Regions from separate parts of the Mus musculus genome. Here region 2 is linked to region 1. A link is a contact called in public promoter capture Hi-C data. All regions are on one chromosome and are shown on one strand. Each heading gives the region's core, a stretch centred on a gene start, on an enhancer-like site or on the middle of the called end of the contact. The rest is flanking DNA. Distances are from core to core; before and after follow the strand shown. Region 1 holds the start of Prkg1 (protein kinase, cGMP-dependent, type I). Region 2 holds the start of Ankrd22 (ankyrin repeat domain 22).

Evidence for each region. Promoter capture Hi-C pulls out the DNA fragments that hold promoters and counts their contacts.
Region 2: a promoter capture Hi-C map of liver shows a contact between it and region 1, with 3 times the contacts expected there. The contact joins the promoter of Ankrd22 here to the promoter of Prkg1 in region 1. A contact is called at or near these places in 2 of 39 promoter capture datasets (both in liver).

What each region holds. Positions count from the first base shown.
Region 1 is chr19:31,660,442-31,665,865 of GRCm38.p6, reverse strand. It overlaps Prkg1 (protein kinase, cGMP-dependent, type I), which reads left to right and starts at 1,496. Exons shown (of 18, transcript NM_011160.3): 1 at 1,496-1,895. The coding sequence starts at 1,585.
Region 2 is chr19:34,164,758-34,170,191 of GRCm38.p6, reverse strand. It overlaps Ankrd22 (ankyrin repeat domain 22), which reads left to right and starts at 4,151. Exons shown (of 6, transcript NM_024204.6): 1 at 4,151-4,437. The coding sequence starts at 4,417.

The sequences.
Region 1 (5,424 bases), core at 247-2,746:
CAGAAGTTTTGTATTGCAACTTAGTTTTAATGAATTTTCTATCTGTTTCGTTTAAGTGTTAAAGGGTGGGTAGATAGAATATGAGAATTATAACACGGAGTGTGAAAGAATAGCAAGTTTAAAGGTTCCCTTTCTTTCTTTCTTTCTTTTTAAGCTATAAGTTTGGACAAGCTGGTGAAGGTTTAGTTAACTATTAGGCACTTATGTAAGCATTAGGTAAATATTTTGGGTATTCTAAATAAGTGTTCCCAAGATGAGAGACCAATTCTTGGACTGAAAGAATGCCGCCTTCTTGCTAGCAGTTTAGCCCACACTGAGCAGTTGGTTCTGGCTGGTGAAGTGGTTGGGTTGAGAGCTAGTGTAGTGGGTGGGACAGTGCAATTACAGCTCCTGTAGTTTTCCCATCCTTTGTTGATCTTACCTCTTCCCCAAAGTTGGCAAAATTTTCTCATTAACTCCTGGGCTGTTAGGAAAGTAACGTTGAAAAGGTATGGTTCCCTTTCTGAAAGAATGTTTTGGAACTCCGCTGTGTTTTTTAAGCCCCCACCCACTTCACCAAATCCAGCAAATGGAAGAAGCCAGGCCTCTAGGGAACCATTCCGCAATTGATACTAGCACAAATGGGAGGGACCAGGGAGCTGCTGAGAGGCCTGCTCCGGCCCAAAATCCTTTGGGGTTTTGGCTTTTGCCCCTAGACGAATTCATTGATCTAAGTTTGGCAGGCAAGAATAGGGAAAATTAGGAGTGTGGAAAGGCTTGGGGGCGGAGGTCAGATACCCATCCTAACCTTCCTCAAAGGCACCTGGACGCCCGTGGAAATCCCTCCCAGGCACTGTAAGCTCTCACCTTTGGAGAGGCAAGTTTCTTTGCAAACCCTAGACACCTGTGTGAGGCGCTCCCCGTGGGAAAGGTGCTGTGGAGGACGCAAGCGCTCAGCCACACTGTTTTCCTCTGTGAGGCTGCGGTCACAATCCCTCCAGAAGTCAAAGCTGTTAGCACGCACAGTCTGCTCTGTCTCCCTTGGTCGCCAGGAACCTAGCCCCACATTCTGTAGCCCGGAGCCCGCTGACGCCTCCAGTTTGCTCCTGGTCCTCTCCCTCCCACCTCTCCACCTCCGAAGTAGCGCTCCAGCCTCGCTCCGCCCGCACAGCCCCAGCGCCCCCGAGCTTTATCAGGCTCCCCACACACATCGCTGGCTTCCTTTGGCACCCGGCGTTGGTGACCCGAGCCGAGCAGCCACCGCCTCCGAGCCCAGTCTCCCTCCTCCCGCCCGTGGGTCACTGCGCCTCCGGGCTTTGCTCCCCAAAGCGCCGCGGCTCCCACCGCCTTTCAGGTTCATCCTGGGCTGGACCTGTTTTGCTCATCCCTAAACCCGGAGAAGTGGAATCTGCACACTGAAACTCTCTGTGGCTGGAGCGGCGGACTGGGCATGCTCAGAAGCCAGGCTTGGCTTTGGTCTCAAGTCGAGGGAAGCTTTTGCACTCGCGAGGCAGCGGCGACTTTAGGGAAAGTTGATCCGAGAGGGGAGGAAGCCCCAAGACGCGGAGCAGCGGCAGGCAGGAGCCCCCGGCAGCCCGGAGGAGCATGGGCACCCTGCGGGATTTACAGTATGCGCTCCAGGAGAAGATCGAGGAGCTGAGGCAGCGGGATGCTCTCATCGATGAGCTGGAGCTGGAGTTGGATCAGAAGGACGAACTGATCCAGAAGCTGCAGAACGAACTGGACAAGTATCGCTCGGTGATCCGGCCGGCCACCCAGCAGGCGCAGAAGCAGAGCGCCAGCACCTTGCAGGGTGAACCGCGCACCAAGCGCCAGGCGATCTCCGCGGAGCCCACCGCCTTCGACATCCAGGATCTCAGCCACGTGACCCTGCCCTTCTACCCCAAGAGCCCACAGTAAGCAGGGTTACGCGCCCGGGTCCATGTGGCGCCCAGGCGGTGGGAAGCTGCGGGTCTCTGTATTGTCTGTCGGCCCCTGCCCCTCCCGCTTGCCATGTCTGTCCTCATCCTCAGAAATGTCTCATTTTCACGGCACTTCTTGAGGGGCTGTGCACGTTTCTCAGGGCCAGACTCCCTGCACATCCGTTGCCTTCGTGTCTTTGTCAGATGCCAAGGTATTTTTAAAATATACATACATATACGTTCATATATGCCACCTACTGTACATAGTTTGGACGCGCCCCAGGTGTGTGTCTGACCGTGTGTGTGAGTGGCTGTTGAACGGAGGAACCAGAATCCCCTTCTTCCCCAAAGCCCCAGCCAACCTGGCCAGCCGGAAAATCCTAACTGCAGGCTCATCAGACTGAAATGAAATGCGTTGATATTACCCTGACTTTCCAAGCTCTTGTGGCTCTCCTGGATTTTTCTACATGCCGCCGGCGCTTCATGCTGGTACCGTTCAAACCTGAGGTTCTGTCACCATCAAAGTGTAAAAGAATAAGAAAATATACATATAAAACAGAAGAATTTTTAAAATTTTCCTGAGTTGGATGACATTTACAATCCATAAATGGAAACCTAGTCTGTTGATTTTTTTTTTAAAAAACAATGTTTTCATAATATCCAAGAGAGAATATTACTTGTTTTTCCTAAAAGAATTTTCACATGGTTCCCAATGAACACTTTCATTTCCCCCCAGAGGGTTAATGTGTTTTCAGGGACAGTGTAGTCAAGCACATGCTATTTCCAGTGGGGACCAAGCTGTGTCTCACATTCAGGTCTCAAGCCACTGTGCTGCTAGCAGTTCTTGTGTGTTAGAGAGCAGTGTAGTTTTAGTGTCAGTAGGATTCATAACTTGGATGGGGACCCTGAATGAAACTTGTTACACAACACTCGAGCCCAGAGTCCATATGGAGAGTGAACAGCAGGGATGGGACAGCAACAGAACCAGAACACCATCTGAATGGCATTTTAATTAATAGTAATGACATAATTGGTAAAGCAGAGGATTCTGTTGTCCTGCTCTTAACTACATAACACGGCTGGATGACACATGTTACATAATAACAGAAGGTCCCTGGGAACCCTTTACTTCATAAACACAGGGGATTCATAAGAAGAGAAAGTAAATGCTTGGTTATTGCCATTTGTATTTCTTGGATGGAAGGGCTCAGAAGTACACATTACATACACTTTTGAGAACTTAAAAGTCAAATCTATACATGCTGGCCCTCCCTACCCCATGAGTCATTTACGGGCTTAGCTAAAGACGGAGTTTGGATTCTGTGGAGTAGGGGAGAGTTGATAAGGAGAAATATTTCTGAGATTTCGACCTGACCGTGTTACCATGATAGATGAGCTGATTTCAATTTGTCTTAGAAACCTGAGTGAACCGAATCCATTGGAGCTTTCTTTGGTAAATTAATTTGCAGTCCCTGGCATGTTCGCCTGTTTCAGCTAACAAGGTACATGGCCATGTCTCCTGGGCCAAGTTTTGCATAATGAAAATATAACTCAGAGGCAGCTTTTTGTATCTTTAACTATTCTATAGGATTGTCATTTTAGTATCTGCAGGACTTTGGAGTAACCCAGAACAAAGTCTGCTCTTATTTAAAAAAAAAAAAGACCATTTTAATAGACTTTTAGACTCAGTATGATCAACCCAGCTGATAACTCTAGTTAAGCATTCTATTTGAGAAAGCCTAAAGAAATCCAGGCAAGGGGAATGAACTACAGAATGTGGTACATTTAGAAGACTTTTGACTATTGGTGTGTGACACAAAACCCTCATGTTTTTATAAACATTCCCAGTGGAAAGTAAAACTAGAGAAGAACATACTTGTAGCATCTCTGTAGGACACTGTATCTGTTGAACCAGGCTTTGCACGCCTGTGTTTATTTGATACCTTTAACAGGCTAGGTTGCTAAGGTGGTATTGCCCTGTGAGTTTTGTAATTCTGAAGGATTATATTGGAGAAAATGGTAAGATTCCTTCCAACTTTAAATATTTTTTGAAAAACATCTGTTCTTTTTTTAACACGTATATAAAGGAAGCCAGAATAAAATTGCCTTGAGTGGTAGTGTACTTTTCTTAGAGGAAATCAAGTATATTATATGCAAAACAGTTATTATCCTATGTGGTTAAAGTGGCTGGACAAGATAGCTTCACATAGAACTAAGACAATGTGCCAATCTAAAAACTTTTTTTGTTTGTTTTGCATTTCAATGTATATTGCTTGAATCATTTTATTATTCTGACTTGCTGGCAACAAGTGTTTATGGTTTTAATCTTTAGTGGAACTTAAATGTAATCACTTTCCTGAAGATTAAGTTATGGTTGAGGCAAAAGTATGTAAGTAGACTGAAATTGATTTAGCTGCATGCTCCCCTTAGTTTTGGGTTGTCTTTCCAGGAGATGCAGTTAACTGAGCAGTTGATGCTCTCTTCGGTTATCTGGTGATTGAGGTGAACCATCTACCATTTCCTTACTGTGGCTGCCTTTTGAGAATTACAAGGTTTTAAAACTCCTTTTTGTTTCCTAACAAACAACTGGTTGTCTGAGTATAAAAAGCAGTACAAAATGTAAAGTAACCCGATAACTTTTATCATCTCGACAATTTTTAGTTGGAATTTTCCCTTTAAGGGGAGACCTGGAAGAGAGCCTCTGTCAGACTCTACTACAGGGGAAGACACTTGTGCTGCACCTGTGAGGTTCAGTGGGGATGTTGGTCTTCCGTAGTCTGTATGGTTATAGCCTTTTAACCCATCTTAGGTTATTTATGAATGTGAGGGGAAGGTCTGGTGTAGTGAGTTGGAATCTGTTTATACTTCTGCCAATGAACTATTTAAGAATGTAAAACCACTAGACTCTGTTCCAAAACACATCAGGCAAAAGGGCCCCCTTAACAATGGAACATACAAACAAAGCTAGTCATCTAGTCCGTGAGATCAGGCCAGCCGACGGTTCACATGAACTTCTATTTCATGACATTTCATTCCTAAAGAGGTACTCGCTGTTCCCAAACCTTTTCCATTTTGCTGTCACCGCCTTCCGTGTCATTTTGATTGGACGATCTTGACTTGAATTCCCATCAAAACTTGTTAATGTCTTGTGTGTTTTTGTAAAGCTGTTGCTTTTTACCCCTGAGGTGGCTTCACTTCAGAGAGGGAGATGACAGGTTCTGTTCTGTTTCATTTTTGTGACTGTGAAATAGTCTGGAAGCATCGGAGGTAAAGGAGACACATAGTTTCCTATTAGGGAGGAATTAAAACATAGAAGACCCTGAGTGATTGTCTAAACCTTAATATTATGTATTCCAAGAGAAACAGGATCTCCTTAAATGCTATGTGTTTAATTTTAAAGGAAGTCATGGAATCACACAATTCCAGTGTTGTTATAAGTAGCCTAATATTAAAACATAGATTTCTTCACAGTATTACACTTCAAATGAGCCTTGCAAATCAGCCCAATAGTTGTATGAGATAA
Region 2 (5,434 bases), core at 2,902-5,401, 2.5 Mb before region 1:
ATTTAAACGTAAGCCCTAGTCTGTGCTAAACAGTAGCAAACAACACTGGGGACATCTCTAGCTTTTTTTTTTTCCCCCTATGTTTTTGAGACAAGTTCTCAGTACTTTGCACAGGTTAGTCTGAGCTCTGTAGCTGAGGCTGGCTTTGAACTTGCTCTTCTGTCTCAGTCTCCCAAGAACCTGGGCTTGCATGCATATAACACCAGTTCCAGTGTTTAAATAAAGTCTTTAAGTGTGTTTGCTTTTTAAAAGGAGGCAAATCAATGTTTATTGATGCTATTTGGCCTCTGGATCCTGTACTTAATTTTCAGTTAAAAAACAAAATACAGGTTATTCATAAGAAAGAAAGAGGGTGGGCAGGGAAGAAGGGAGGGAGAGAAGAAGGGAGAAAGGAAGGAAGGAAGGAAGATGAAAGAAAGAGAATAAGCACCAAAAAAGAAAGAAAGAAAAGAAAAGAAAGAAAGAAAGAAAAGAAAAGAAAGAAAGAAAGAAAGAAAGAAAAAAAGTTGGGCGTGGTGGTGCACGCCTTTGATCCCAGCACTTGGTAGGCAGAGGCAGAGGCAGAGGCAGGCAGAATTCTGAGTTCGAGGTCAGCCTGGTCTACAGAGTGAGTTCCAGGACAGCCAGGACTACACAGAGAAACCCTGTCTCGAAAAAAAACCCAACTAACCAAACAAACAAACAAAAAAACAAAACAAAAAAAAAAAAAGAAAAAGAAAGAGAATAAGCTTTACTGATACAAGCAGATTTCTGATCTCATCATATTCCTTTACTTAGCCCCTTCTAATGGGAGCCATCAGATGGTGCTAGAGAACTCATGAACCTCCTGAGTGTCCACAAGCACTCTACTAAACCTCTCCTGGGGGAATTGCATGCCATACAGCTTACAGGAGCCTTTCTTCCCTCCAAGGGACTTGGTTGCTGGGCAGCCAGGGCTGTCCTCATCTATAGACAGGACAAGATGGAAGCTTCTAACTTTGAGACCTTGGTGTCTGATTCAGACATTATTTCTTGACAGAAAATAATTCTGGAGCTTTTTTTTCCTCAAGGGACTTTTCAGTGGTGGGTTCAGCTTGGCAATCAGGCTTTCTTCTGAGAGCATTTTTCTACATCACATTCTAACACCAACACCACTCGAATCCTTTTCTCTCACGTCTAACTGACCTATTACTTTAGACTTATTTTCTTACCACCATTGTGGAGACCACATGGTCTTGCTATAAGGAGTTATCCCATGTGCTGTGGTTTGCTCATCAGAGTCCCTGGTCTCTACCTGCCATACAACAACCTCCCAGGTGCTAGGTGTGACATCAAAGTACCGTTAGGCATTGCTGAAGGTCTTTAGTTTTTAGTGACATACATTGCATCTTTTAGCATAAAGTGTTATGCTTAGTTTCAGAAACGGTCAAAATGTAAATTCAACTCAACATATCTGGTAGTTCAGTGGTTGAGATCCAGTGACCTAGAGTTAACTGCGTTTTACAAGTTGCAGTGGGGTCAATCGCCTTTTGATTTGCTGTCAAAGCTAATTCTTCATGGAAACAGTTGATTTTTTTTTTTTTTTTTACAGTTATAAACTGTATATGGTTCCTTTAAAACTACATGGCATCAACAAAGGCAGGAGACTCCAACGAGATGAATTGTGGTCTTCAGAGAAAACCACTTAAATAAAGCTTTACCGTTCGGGGTGGAAGGCTTGGCCAAGGAGCCAGCACCAGCCTTGGCAGTGGGGCGGGGAAAGGAAGAGCTCTTTCTTCACAAGTTAGCTGACAGAATCTACAAGGAGTTGTTACAGGATTACAAAAGATTTGCTTCAGAGAATGAATTTCCCAGTAGAGAAAGGGTGAATTTTTTTTCCCCCTAAGCTGATTGTAAGATGTTTAAATGTATTAGGAAATAAAGGAAAGCTACAAAGGGGCTAATACAGGGCTACAAAAGACTTGCTTCAGAGAGACTTCCCAGTGGGGAAGGGGTGAACAAGGTTGTTTACGAGTATTAAGAAACAAAAGAAATACAAAATCAAACCACAACGAACAGGAAGCAAGAAGTGGCTGCAACCTCAGCCAACATTGATGGCAGACATCTGTTTCCTTTATGACTCCTGGGAGTCAGGCTTCAGTGGCAACTTTGTAGCAGAGGTGTGTAATTCTTCTTAGGTCAACCATAAGAGTAACTCCAGGAGGCTACAAATAGAGCTTAGTGTTAGAGTGCTTGCCTCGGATCCACTGACCCTGCAGGAAGCCACAACAAAGCAAAAGCCCCCCCTCTTCAGGCTTCAGAATGGCCATCACTGGGGTCAAAGAGGTTTCCTGACTACTGACTACGAACCCATTGAACATTCTCAGATGACTGAAAACCATATCTACCAGCTTGAGATTATGACGCTCTCTGAAGCAGTACTTCTAAGAGAAAATGTGAATAACTTGGTAGTACTCAAAGCACAGACCGATTATTCACACTTAAGGGATCTGGCGTATTAACATGCTTGATCAGATAAACTGACAATTCCATTTTAGAGGTATAATACAGGAATTGATTTTAGAACCACTATTGGAGTAATTAAAACAATTTAGCAGTTTTCAAGTGTCATAAGCATATTATGCCAGAAATATAGGTGAACACCCTTGCATATTTTCATATCATCCTTTATTACTAATATAACAAATCCACAAGGTATAACAGCTTTACTGGAAGCAATCCGTGAAAAGTTCTTTTTTCCATGTGACAAGCACAAATTGGAGTAATCTTAATTATTAATATCCTCAGATCACACATGATATGTCACATATATGATATGTGTATATGTAGTTTACAGAATGACTATGGATAGTTTAAAAGGCTGTTCAATGAGTTAGAAGTTTGAAAACTGCCATCAGATAGTCTATACAGGAAGACCCTGTGGTGGTGGTAGATATAGGCTATAGGGTTGGAGTAGAGCTTCAGAGATGAGACATGGGACCTAGGCCACAGAGTCGGGAGAGCAAAAGGTAGGAGTAGGCCCACACTAATGATAGGGAGATGAGTGGATAGAAATTTGCTGTTGTCTGCATCAATAATAAGGAGTGAGCTAAGGTGATGTCCTGGGGACAATCAAGAGTTCTGTTTCCATTGGTCTCTTCATAAACAGGGCAGGAGGTCAGATGGATGCTCTTTGAGGCATCACCATCCATCCAGGTGAGAGTGTAGCATCCATTCCTCAGTTTGGAGTGTCTGCTAAGTCCCCAACCTACTCCTCCGATCATGATCATAATATGCCCATGTGTTTCTGCGATCCCAGTTCACAGCGACCAATGTGCCTTTCCTCCTTTAAGGAGTAAACTACTTTTCAGTTAGGGCCTCTCAGGTCATGTCAGACAGCTGCTGTTGCTCCTGTGTCCAGCAAGATGAACAGTCATCCGCCATTCTCACAATGGAGTCAAATGTTGCTTGTAAACTGAAATCTGTCAGGGCAAGGCACGGTCTGAATAAAACAAGTGTCACACAACACAAAAGAACTTTGAGCAGGGTTTCAGCTGTTCCCTACAGCACCACGATAAGAGATTATAGTAGCGATGACTGCAGGCACAGAAGGTGCTAGTGGCAGCGGAGGAGGCTGAGTCACAGGTACCACAACAGATATAGCAGGAGTCAGGCCTGGTGCTCCACAGCACCTCAGAGTGATCTACTTTGCATCTTTTTTACTTATAAAAAAAGTATGAGAGAGGACTTTGAAGGTTCTCAGAAGAATGACATTAAAACATATAGAAATGCTAATTACTCTCACTTGACCATTATATATAATACTTTTTGAATTATCATATAATACTGAATACATGTGTATAATTACCACACATCAATTAAAATAATTAAAAAAACTATTAAGTTAAGTTTAATTTATTAACTTACAGGGCCCTTTAAGTGTCTGGGGGAAAGGTGTAACTTGCTAGCCATGACTTTAAGGATTATTTACCTAACTAGATCCCGTGACTCTCACTAATGAGTTGGCTGACTATGATGGCCACTGAATGCTGGATTTCAATTCAGAAATTGCGTAAGTACAGAGTCCTGTTTTGAACTCTTCCTGCTGGCCTAAGAAGTTCCTCCTCCCAGCACCCCACCTGTGCTTCCTTTTTTACTGCCGCCTCCACTGGCAGAGGTACATGACTCAGAAACCGGTTCCCCTGGCTGTAACAGTGATACAGCTGGGATCATTACCTGTAAGCCAATGCCTTCTCTTCATAGCCTGTCTCTCTACAAGGTGTGTTGCTGTCACAGACTGCTGAAAAGGCATTCCCAGGTGTGGAAAGAGAGGGCTCGCCACCAGCTTGGACTTCCAGGGACCTTATTTTCCTGGAAGAAATTTAATATTAATTAGAAACGCCTCTAGAAGATTCACTACTGCATTGTAGAGAGGGTGCGAATCCAGGAAGGACCGGGATGGGAATCCTATATTCTGAGGTAAGTCATAATTCTGAACATAGGAGTCCGAAGGGGCTAAAAATTTCTTTTGTTTTTCCACGATTAATTGTCTATCCCTGTTATCATGACTTATTTTCAATTCTATTTAGTGTTCCTTGTGAGTATTAAGTCAGGAAAGATCTCTTGTGATCCTAAGATATTTAGGGTTTATTTTTTGTTTTGCTTTGTTTGTTTTGGTATCTTAACACAAGTTAGACTGAAATAATAAGTTTTAGCTAGACTCAAGTTGAGAGTGATGGGATACATATTTTCTGACATCCTAATTGCAGAGGTGATACCGAAAAACGGGGCTGTAGCTATATTGTGTCTCAGTGAAATACACGAGGGCAAGAGAAACTCATACCTAATTGGATTTTCTAAAAAGCCAAATGATTGGCAAGCTTTTCATGGAACCCATGACTACAACAACACCTTGAAGCTTATTATGTGGAAGGAAGTTCACCTTTGGCAATTATTAATATAGGTTATCACCGTATAGACACAATGACAGGAAGTACCGCTTTGATATCTGGACTATTTCCTCTTGATAGCTGTCAGGACATTTTTCTACATTGAACATAGCTTACTACAATCAAATACATTTTCAATGTTTCAAAGGGTGATGTTTGAATAAGAGTATCAGAGGCACAGTAATGTTGTTGTGGTAGTGGTTCTTCTTCTTCTTCTTCTTCTTCTTCTTCTTCTTCTTCTTCTTCTTCTTCTTCTTCTTCTCCTTCTTCTCCTTCTCCTTCTCCTTCTCCTTCTCCTTCTCCTTCTCCTTCTCCTTCTCCTTCTTCTTCTTCTTCTTCTTCTTCTCCTCTCATTATTATTATTATCATTATTATTATTCATAACTTACTCCTTGTCTGACATAATTAACTTGCTAATCAGCATTCCATTCTCTAAGCTCAAGGGAGCCTCATTGATTTGGATCTGCTAGCATGAAAGGTGGTTGTTTGGTGCCTGCTTCCAATGAACATGTGCAAGCATGAATTTG